2 separate regions of the Sus scrofa genome follow, and region 1 is linked to region 2. The links are chromatin contacts, called in public promoter capture Hi-C maps. All regions are on one chromosome and are shown on one strand. The core of a region is the stretch at or near the end of the contact, and the rest is flanking DNA. Distances in the headings are between cores, read along the strand shown. Region 1 holds the start of DLX2 (homeobox protein DLX-2). Region 2 holds the start of DYNC1I2 (dynein cytoplasmic 1 intermediate chain 2).

What was found. Promoter capture Hi-C pulls out the DNA fragments that hold promoters and counts their contacts.
Region 1: a promoter capture Hi-C map of fetal skeletal muscle shows a contact between it and region 2, with 8 times the contacts expected there. The contact joins the promoter of DLX2 here to the promoter of DYNC1I2 in region 2. A contact is called at or near these places in 4 of 5 promoter capture datasets (fetal liver, fetal skeletal muscle and liver), 9 of 47 Hi-C or Micro-C datasets (embryonic fibroblasts, epiblast stem cells, fetal heart ventricle and 5 more) and 1 of 2 datasets of contacts at active chromatin or transcription factors (alveolar macrophages).

The regions. Positions count from the first base shown.
Region 1 is chr15:78,202,952-78,208,295 of Sscrofa11.1, reverse strand. DLX2 (homeobox protein DLX-2) reads left to right here and starts at 4,032. Exons shown (of 3, transcript XM_003133477.4): 1 at 4,032-4,779; 2 at 5,275-5,344. The coding sequence starts at 4,383. It overlaps LOC110257106 (a long non-coding RNA gene), which reads right to left and starts at 253. Exons shown (of 5, transcript XR_002339337.1): 1 at 1-253.
Region 2 is chr15:77,802,348-77,807,652 of Sscrofa11.1, reverse strand. It overlaps DYNC1I2 (dynein cytoplasmic 1 intermediate chain 2), which reads right to left and starts at 4,052. Exons shown (of 17, transcript NM_001243495.1): 1 at 3,911-4,052; 2 at 2,749-2,865. The coding sequence starts at 2,856.

The DNA of each region.
Region 1 (5,344 bases), core at 2,783-5,282, 400 kb before region 2:
CTGGCAAGGTGGGCGAGACTGCCTGACTGAGACCCTCAAGCTCATGAGGAAGGTGGGGGAGGGAACACCAAGGTGCAGACATCCCAGACAGTCTCTGAGCTGAAGGCAAAAAGAGAGGTGAGGATACACTGGCAGCTGCAGGGCAGCAGAGGGCAGAGGACCCAAAGGCCATTTACTCTCTGCACGAACCCTGGGCCCGACTCCCAGTCCTGGAAGAGTTTTCTGGAGGGTTTTTTCCCTTCCAGTGGATGTGTTTCCATTAGGTCTTTTCCTTGAGTCTGTGCAAGAAAGGGAAAAAAAAAAAAAGAGTAGACTTCAAGAACACTGACCCCATAGTCAGGGATCCTGTCTGCCTATGGGGCAGAGGGGCTGGGAGGACCTGTCCACAGCATGAGTTCCTCAAGGCCTCGTTAGGGGCTGGTGGGGAAAACCAGGTTAAGGACTCTAGCAACTCGGACTTCCTGTCCTGGAGCAGCAGAAACGAATCTGGAAACGAATCCGACTAGGAACCATGAGGTTGTGGGTTCGATCCCTGGTCTGGCTCAGTGGGTTAAGGATCTGGCAATGTGGTGAGCTGTGGTGTAGGTCGCAGATGCGGCTCAGATCCTGCGTTGCTGTGGCTGTGGTGTAGGCCATCGGCTACAGCTCTGATCGGACCCCAAGCCTGGGAACCTCCATATGCCACAGGTGGGAAAAAAAAAAAAAAAAAAAAAAGACTCTAGCAACGTGAAAGGATTGGGCTTGGATTATACCCAAGAAGATGCAATGGCCAGTGAAGAAGGGATGAGAGCACAGCTGGCCTGGTCCTGGAAAGGTGGAGACGGGAGACTCCCATAAACCAAACCCCTACCCTCTCCAACGTCTGTGATTTCTAGGACCAAGCCCCCAAAAGTTCAAAAGCGCAGGGGACGAAAACACGAAAGAATGCCACTCGGACCCATGGCCCAGAAACCTGTGTACCTGGGACCCTGGACGACAGAGTGCAGAGTGGGGCAGTCTAGCAGCAGCGTGTGTGACCCTGAATAGGGTAGGGGAGTGAGAATGAGCCTGTCCCCACTGTGCACAAATGGCACTCTGGCCCTCAGCCTACGCTCCCTGCTGGCAGGGGGCATCTTCTCTCCCACCGTACCCCCTCCCCAGGCGGCTTTCTGTGAGGTGGGGGGCTCCAACAGTCCAGCACAGGCTCTCTCCGTGGAGCCAAAGAAAGTCTCCCGGATGGCAGGGGCCTGAAAGGAAGACACAGCAGACCTGTTCTCCAGACTTGCTTGCTGTCTGCAGGAGACTGGCAGCTGTTCAACCAAGGCTTGCAGTAAATACCTTGTGGTTTGCACTATATCAACAGAGATAGGAAGGGTACCTAACTCAAAGGAAGTCATTTCTACCCTGGAGCCTCAGTGTCCATCTTTACAATGGGAACAATAATTCCGTCCTTGCCTGCAAGGGTTCTCACAAGGTTCCCAAGGGAGGCAGGCGATGGTGAGACTCTTTGACCAAAGTGCCTTCCAGACAACCTGGTGGGCATGGGATCCAAAGTGGAAAGGTCTCAGCGATAGTGTTAGATCATATATGATTAGAGCAGAGACACTGAGCCCCTCCCTCTTCTCCCATCCTCCTTCGGGTCCCTTCAGTGTTAAATAAACAAATAATAAGCAAGCCAGCCCAGGCAGAGAGAGAAAACCCGAAAGCAGAGCAGAAAAGGAGAGTGCCCTGAGGCCGAACAGGAATTTTGGCTGCAGGGATCCATCTCCATTCCCCCAAACGCTGTCTGAGCCCCGCTAAACCCCTCTCTGATCACTGTGGAGAGAAGCATAACTGCTCTGAACTGCAGACAAGAGTGTAGATTCTCTACTGCTGTCTCCCTGACTTTAGACCAAAGTGAAGAAGTCATGTGAATAGTGTGATGCAATGATCAGATAATTTAGGCAAACCCAGATTTGTGTCCAGATTATCAGAATTAATGTCTCAAGTCTTTTCTTGATTCTTCAAGTGCAGTTGTAAATTCTGCCTCTCTCTCTCTTTGTTCATTGCCTCTGGTCTTTTCTCCCACATGCACACAGTTCCTTGCTGTCCAGTTAATGGGGGCCTGGGGTCATAGTTCCTTCAAGGAAGGGGCTATTTTCCAGATCTCCGCTGACCTGGACTTTAGGCTATTAATGCAGGTTGTCATAGATAATAAAACAACACACTTGCCACCATGAATAGATCTGGAAGACATGTCTGGGGTGGGAAGAGAGGAACAGAGGAAAGAGAGAAGGCAAGACTACAGAAATTAGATCTTTTATATTTCACTTTCACGGGGAAAACAAGTTTCAAACTCAGGTCAAAACAGCTACCACTGTGGTGACAGAAAAACTTGGAATTTGGTGTCAAGACACCAAAAGGCAATCCTGATTAAATATCAAGAGGTTAACTTTGTGACTGGAGCCCACAAAGCAGCAGGCTATATGTCCCATGGCGGTGAGCCCCATCTCCCAAAGCTTTCTATCTAGCTCAGCCCTCTTCATCCAGGGGCATTTTGAAACCAAAAGGAAGACTAAGAACTAAATCTGGAAGATTTGAAGGTGGATTACCACCTCACTATTCTGCAGAGAGTGTTCTGTGTGGATGCTGGAGTTTTAATTACACACTTGCTTTTTCTGGGGAAGAAAACCAAAGATGATATTTTTCAAAGTATCAACTTGTTTTCCATTAGGCAGTTGTTGTAACAAGTTCTTTCAGCAAAATGTTATGTCTTTAGAAAGGGGTGCTTCAGATGGTGCGCACTAGCACAATTTTGTGGCTTTTAATTACTATTTTGTTCTTTTGGGGTGTTTCAAAGACTGGCGCCTAGGCGTGATTAAACCGTCTACTGGTCCCGCCGCAACCACAAACACCTCCACCAGGTGGCGCCACAAGGCAGGAACTGCGGAGTTCAGTAAAGTCGAGAGTTCTTCCACTCTGGGCCATGATTCCCAATCACCAGGTAATAGAGATAGAGAGGAGGTCGACACTTGAGACTTAAAAGAGGAAATTGCGATGATAGGGCAAAACATGGTCCTAAAGTGAAAAAATTGTAAAAACAGGGTTAAGTGCGAGAGATAAAACTTTTCTATTTGTTTCTGTAAACGTACCAAGTTTTGTAGCATCGAGATGACTCTCTCACTGAAAAATTATCCCATTTCCTTTTTCGTAAAAACGTGGAATTATAAAGTTAGAATGTACTTTGAAGGCCATCTGGTCAGTTTAGTCTAGCTTTCCTATAGAGGAAATCCTCAGGATCGTTTTATCAGTTGTCAATTAGCCACCAGATACACGTAATTACTCTGAGTCTCTGCATGTCAGAAAAGTACAAGGGAAAACGGTTTCAAATATATCATTAGCAATAACCTTAATAATAAGAGCAACCTTTGAATTTATATAGCTTTTCTCTCAAACGACAAGGAAAATAGTTTAAATAGTATCGAATTAATTGTCCTAATATCTCTGTGGGTCGGTTAGGAAGCAGGTATTATCCGTAGTTTATGGATAATTTAAATCAAATCAATTGGCTGGAGTGCAGAGTGGCTGAAAATAGTAAACACCAGACCCTTTGAGGAAAAGCGGAGCTAGAGCTGGCTGGGCTTTCGACACTGCTTTCCTTTAATTAATGTTGGAAAGCTGACCTCGGACATGAAGGTACGAATCACTGGAATTGGTTGGCACTTGTACGCAGAATGGAATGGGAGACCCCAATTTCCTCTTCCTCTGAGGCGAAATGCCGGTCTCCATCTTCACGCCTTATGACCTCCTGAAGCTGGCCACCCTGACTCCCCACCGCCCCCACTCCACTCCTCGCCCAGTAAGTCATATTCAGCAGCCGCCAGTCTGCACCCAAGACCAAGGCAGCAGCAGCGCCCGCACAGTGACACTGCCCCCCCCCCGTCGGGTGTTCCTGGGCGCCCTTAGATTCGCGGCCCGGCGCTTTCGATTGGCTGTTGCTAGGTGACGTCGCCTGAGCTCACGTGACGAGTGTTAAATGCCCACCCTGCAGGAGCCCGCCCCGCAGACAATCGTAAAGCAGCTCCCGGCAGCTCACCTGCTCCCACCTCCCGGAGCCCTGGCCAGGCCCCGCCACCCCTGCCCCCTCCACTGCCCGCCCCCTGCCCGAGCCCGCGCGGGGCAAAGGACCGAGCGGCCCGAGAGGCGGAGAGAGGATGCGGCCCGCGGCAGCTGTCCAGAGCAGTGCACGGTGATCGCCTCCCCCGGAGGAGGAGTTGCCTAGACCATTGCTACATTTCTTGTTTTCCTCCCCCCTCCCCCACTGTAATTACATTGGCTGCTGGAGGGGACTGCGAGAGACGGAGGAGGCGCCTCACTACCCCCCTCGCGCCCGCCACCCCGGCTCTTTCCCGTCCCGGGCCAGGATGACTGGAGTCTTTGACAGTCTGGTGGCTGATATGCACTCGACCCAGATCACGGCCTCCAGCACGTACCACCAGCACCAGCAGCCCCCGAGCGGCGGCGGCGCTGGCCCCGGCGGCAGCAACGGCAGCAGCCTCCACAAGCCCCAGGAGTCGCCCACCCTCCCGGTGTCCACAGCTACCGACAGCAGCTATTACACCAACCAGCAACACCCAGCGGGCGGCGGAGGCGGCGGTGGGGGCTCACCCTACGCGCACATGGGTTCCTACCAGTACCACGCCAGCGGCCTCAACAACGTCCCTTATTCAGCCAAGAGTGGCTACGACCTGGGCTACACCGCCGCCTACACCTCCTACGCGCCCTACGGGACCAGTTCGTCCCCGGCCAACAACGAACCTGGTATGCGTGGTTGACATCTAGGGTGCAAAGTCGGTCTGGTTACTGGGATGGGTGGGATAAAAATGATTGGGGCAGGGGTCCATCCGGAGCCCTCGCCTTTCACTCTGCCGGCTCCCCGCTCGCCCCTCGCCCTTTACCTCCTCAACTTCCAGTCGGCCGAGGATCACTGGGTATGTCCCTCGGTACTCAGTTTGTGGGACCAGGTCGCCTCGGCGGCCGAATGGGTGCACTGTGCATGCCTCGGTAACCTCATTTCCTTACCACCTGCTGCTCTTTTCTCCCGCTTTTGCTCCCGTCCTCCCTTCCCTGGAGGAGCTAGCTCCCTGGTTTGGTGGCGGCATGGGTCCGCCCATGGCGAAGTTGTGCCTGAGCGCCGCAGAGCGTCCCCAAGAACCCGCCTCCCAGCTTAGGCCAGGTTCCACGCTCCCCTCCTGGCGGGCGGGAACTCCTGGGCTCCCCTGATCGCGCGGTTCTCATGATTCCGCTTCACTGCAGAGAAAGAGGACCTCGAGCCTGAAATCCGGATAGTAAACGGGAAGCCAAAGAAAGTCCGGAAACCTCGAAC
Region 2 (5,305 bases), core at 2,803-5,302:
AGTGTAGCCAGTTTCTATTTATTTACAATACGAATACTGTAATGGTGTGGAATTATGGAGATCTCCTCACAAATATTTAAATGTTACAATACAATGAATTATTTAGGAGGTGACAACTTTTAAGTGAATCAACAATTTGATTTTTTTTTTTTTTTTGGCCTCGCCCAAAGAATGCAAAAGTTCCTGGGCTAGAGATCTAACCCAAGCCACAGCTGTGACAATGCCGGACCCTTAACCTTCTGAGGCACAAAGCAACTCTGATAATTTGATTTGTTGAAAAAGTATGAGTACCTCAAACTTCTGTATGAAGTCTTCATTGTATTTATGGAACTTTACATAGAGGATGTTTGTCAAAAATTCACCTGGAGGAGTTCCCATTGTGGCACAGTGGTTAACGGATCCGACTAGGAACCATGAGGTTGTGGGTTCGGTCCCTGGTCTTGCTCAGTGGGTTGAGGATCCGGCATTGCCATGAGCTGTGGTATAGGTTGCAGATGCCTACTTGGATCCCGCATTGCTGTGGCTCTGGCGTAGGCTGGTGGCTACAGCTCTGATTAGACCCCTAGCCTGGGAACCTCCATATGCCGAGGGAGTGGCCCTAGAAAAGGCAAAAAAAAGACAAAAAAAAAAAAAAAAAATTCACCTGAAGAAAGGTTTTTATTTTTATTTTATAACTATAGACCTTATTTTTATGATGATAAACATATTGTTTGGTTTGGTAAAATTAAAATTCACTCTTGCACAGCACAAAACATCTTTTGCTATTGAAAATTTTCTCTGGTATTTTCATTTTTTAGTTTTTTTTGGCCACACCCATGGCATATGCAAGTTCCTGGGTCTGGGATCAAACCCATGCCACAGCAGTAACCTAAGGCACAGCAATGGTAATGCTGGCTCCTTAATCCACTGAACTGCCAGGGAATTCCTATTACTGAAATTTTTGCCAACTTATATTTCAGTCATTTATAGTTTTAGCAAAGCCTTCCAGTTAAACTAGATAAACCTCAATTCTCCTAGAAAATTCAAAACATCTCAAGTGAAATTTAAGGCTTCAAGGGAAACCCTCTAAGGTCTATTTCAGTTAGATAACTATTACTCATAAAATTGTCTGCAGTGAGTCTTGTTAAGCATAATCTATGATATCATTTTTCACTTGAAATCATCAGAAAATTTCATCAAAATAGCCAAACAAATCATCAAATGGACACTTTACCCGTATAGAATTATATATTAATAGACTCATTGTTTAAAACTATTTAGTTGTATTTCTACAATTTAATATCTCTTGTAATGTTTTATAAACTTTCAATTAGATATAAATCGTGTAACAGATATTTCTTAGGGCCACTTATGGCCATCTTTAGTAAACAAAAAACAAATTTGCTGTCAGCCCTAAAGAGTTTAAGGCTATAGAAATTTCCCAGGTGGTGCAGAGGATTAAGGATCCGCGTTGCCTCAGTTGTAGAGGCCGAAACTGCAGCATGAGTTCAATCCCTGGCCTGGGAATTTGCACATACCCTGGGCATGGTCAAAAAACAAAAAAGAGTTTAAGGCTATAGATGCTAATTTGGAATGGCTCTGCCAGTCTGATTCATGCTATCAGCTTTTAATCAAATAGATAACTTACACCTCCAACCCTCTTATAATAATGGATCACAAAAAGGTTTGGAATCAACTAGAGAATCAATTCTTCAATTACAGGCCTTACACCATCATAGAAATGCTGCACATAAATTGTACCTTCAATTTTTCTGCTACTGATTTTTCTTTTTCCTTAAGAGATTCCTAGAAGTCCTGGCTACTGTTTAGGCTACCACATAGAAAAAACCTGAGACTAATGTCACACTTAGGACAAACTATCTTAACAGTGCCTATTTAAAACAGTGATAAAAAAAAATATACAAGTATGTCTAAACAATTTCCAAAGGGACAAATGTACATTTCAATATAGGATCAAGTAAAATATCTCCAACTCAGGGTCAACGTACTTTTGCCACACATGATGAAATGATGCCCCAGATCAGAAGACATAAGTACCTAGTTCACCTTTATGATAGTATCAGACCCACCACCCATGCAGATATTTGCATGGATACCCATAAAGATATTTCAGTGACTAACTCATGATAATAATACCAATTAAACAATCCCCTAATTAATAATGCATATTTCTCTTTGCCATTATCTATTCTAAGAAATTACCAGCAGTTCAGACTAGTAAAATATTCAGATAAGTTTGAATTCCAAACTAAGTTATGATACATATGACTTTTATTCTTTTTTTTTTTTTTTTTTTTTTTTTTTAGGGCCACATCTGCAGCATATGGAAGTTCCCCGGCCAGGGGTCTAACTGGAGCTGCAGCTGCCAACCTACACCACAGCCACAGTAATGCCAGATCCAAGCTATGTCTGCCACCTACACCACAGCTCATGGCAATGTTGGATCCTTAACCCACTGAGCAAGGCCAGAAACTAAACCCACATCCTCATGGATACTAGTGGGGTCCACTGAGCTGAGGGAAATTTCACATAGCCAAGTTTTATAAGCTCTAACAAGGCAGATGCTTCTTGCTCTATATAGTAAACATACTCCTAGAAGACTAAATATGTACTTTGAACTTTTCACCTAGAGTGCTATATTTACAGTCACAACTGCTGGGATTTTTATCTGTACTCAAAGTATTATCTAGAGGTATAAGTACTTAAAATCCAATTATTTTATGTATATTTTTAAAAAGTCAAACATACTTCCTTTTTCTTCCTTTCTTCTTCTTTCCTCTTCTTTTCCTCTCTGATTTGGGCCAATCGCTGCTTCTTACGTTCCAACTCTGCCTTTAATTCACTTTTGTCAGACATGTTTGAGACCTTAAGAAGCATATAATTATTTACAATCATCATTCCACTGGCAAAAGCAGCACTTTTTTAAAAAATTAGTCTTTAAGAACTGTCTCAAGAGACCATATAGTTCAATTCTGTCTAAAGAGAACACAGAAACTCTACTTTTAAAATAATGGAAGCATATATATTACTAACACCGGAAAAACACTATAAACAAATGTATATAAGAAATAAATATTCAGAGTTGACCACGGTAGCTAGCACCTTTAATGTTCACATGCCCAAACGTAACACAATGTCTCTGGCTCTTAAAACAAATGATAAGGGGTTGGCATTAAAAGCTCCTAGGCTACAAAACACGGATCAAATCTATTACCAAAGTTTTGCATTCATTCCTAGAAACTGAATAAAACAGGCGGTGAGACAAAATTCCTATGAATTCTAAAACTACCGTGTAAAACTAATATTAAGGACAAGCAAAACCCCCAAATTACCATCAATAACTGTAAAATAAAGTATGTATGTTTTTAGTCAAAGCCCAACAACAAAGTGACGGAATAACTGCATACAGCTGACAGGCCCCGCTCTATCTCACAGAGGCCGGAGCCTCAAGACTGACATGTTCACTTTCTTAAAACTCCAAGGAAGAAATAGTCTCTGGAATTTTGTGCTACAACCTCCGCATTCGGGTACTTGGCAGCACAGACTGGGTGAGGGAAAACGCTGTCAACGCAAGTAGTAATGACTTTTCTTTATAAAATGGAGCAAGGGGAAAAGAAGTCACTTCTCCCCTGGGGTCACGGCTAAGAGGGCGCGGTCCAGAACAGGGCGTCCGGGGGAGGGGGCCTCGACACGCCTCGAGGCTCCTCGGGGCACCTCCGTAGGGTCCAGAAGGGAAGGGATGCAGTCGTTTTCCCCGGCCTTCCTGAGTCACCGCACCTGGCTCTTCCCGCCTCTCCCTCCGGGAACCAGACCGGGCGGCGCTGTCAGCAGATACTGCCAAGCCGCCCCTAGAGTCCTAACGTGAGACACAGGAGACAGAAGGGCCCAGAGCGAAGGGCAGTCAACCCACCTGTCAGATGGCGGGGTGTGGAAGAGACCGCCTGTCAGCAACTTCCCCGTAACGTCCCCTCTCCTTTGCCTTCAACGCCAACAGTCGCCGCCACTAGCTCCACGGCTTGCCCAAGCACACAAAGAGGGATGGGCGGCGGCTGCTACGGCAAGAGAGTAGGGACAAATGGCTTCACCACAACGAGGTCGCTCCAAAAAGGAAGTGAGGGGCTCTGCTGTGGGGAATTGCAGCCCCTCTGCGACTTACCTGTGTGAAGATGAAGCCAAGAGATGAGACAAAGAATCCACCCAGGGGCGCGAAGTGTTTCCGCTTTGCCGAAAACGGAAAGACTAAGCCTAATTGCCTGGGGCTGGGTAAGCAAACGCCGCCCTTGCCGCACAGATTGAAACTATCTGGGAGAACTACAAGCCCCAGCTTCAAGAGAAACCTGCGTGAGGCAAGCAATGCACTCTGGGAGTTGTGGCCAATGGTAGTCGCAAAGTGTGCTGGGACATGTAGTATTTCTTAGTCTTTGGCTTGCCCATGTACAGGCCTTCAAGTTTCCCAAAAGAAACTTATCACACTTCTCTTTATTGTAGTCTCATCTGTTGGTCAGTTCTCCCAATGTTGTATGTGTTATATCTTAGGATCTTTGACTCTACATTGCTAATTTTAAAAAATGTTATTTTCCAGTGGTGAACCTATGTATTACACTGCACATCTGAAGAACACTTTTTACAGTATGTATTATCAGTATTAGAAACAAAAAAACAAAAGCAAACCAACCAACCACGGTATAGAGGTTTCATGTGTCATCTTAAGCAAAATATAAAATATTAATTTTGAAAGTGTAGTGTAACATAATTCTGTCAAAAAATGTGAGAAATTGTGTTTAATTAGAAAAAGATTTGTCGGAGTTTCTGTTGTGGCTCAGCAGGTTAAGAACCCAACTAGTATTCATGAGCATGCAGGTTCAATTCCTGGTCACACTCAGTAGGTTAAGGATCTGATGTTGCTGCAAAGTGCTGCATAGGTTGCATATGCCTCTCTGATCTGGCATTGCTGTGGCTGTTGTGTAGGCTGGCAGCTGCAGCTTGGATTCAACTCCTAGCCTAGGAACTTACATATGCCACAGGTGTGGCCCTAAAAAAAAAAAAAAAAAGAAAAAGATTTATAAATCCTTACTCAGTTTTTACTAGTGTTTGTGGTTGTAAATTTGCTCATTGGGAGTGTTACTGTTATGAAAATTATCAATAAAGCCTCTGATTCCTGTATTTCCTCTTAAATTTCAGCCTGTACACATGGAATATTTATTTGAGCTTGCAAATAAAATGATTATTGTTACAATCAATGAATCAGTAAGAATATGTTAATCAGTATAGCAAATAATAATTTCTCAGTGTTTTGTTGCAATGT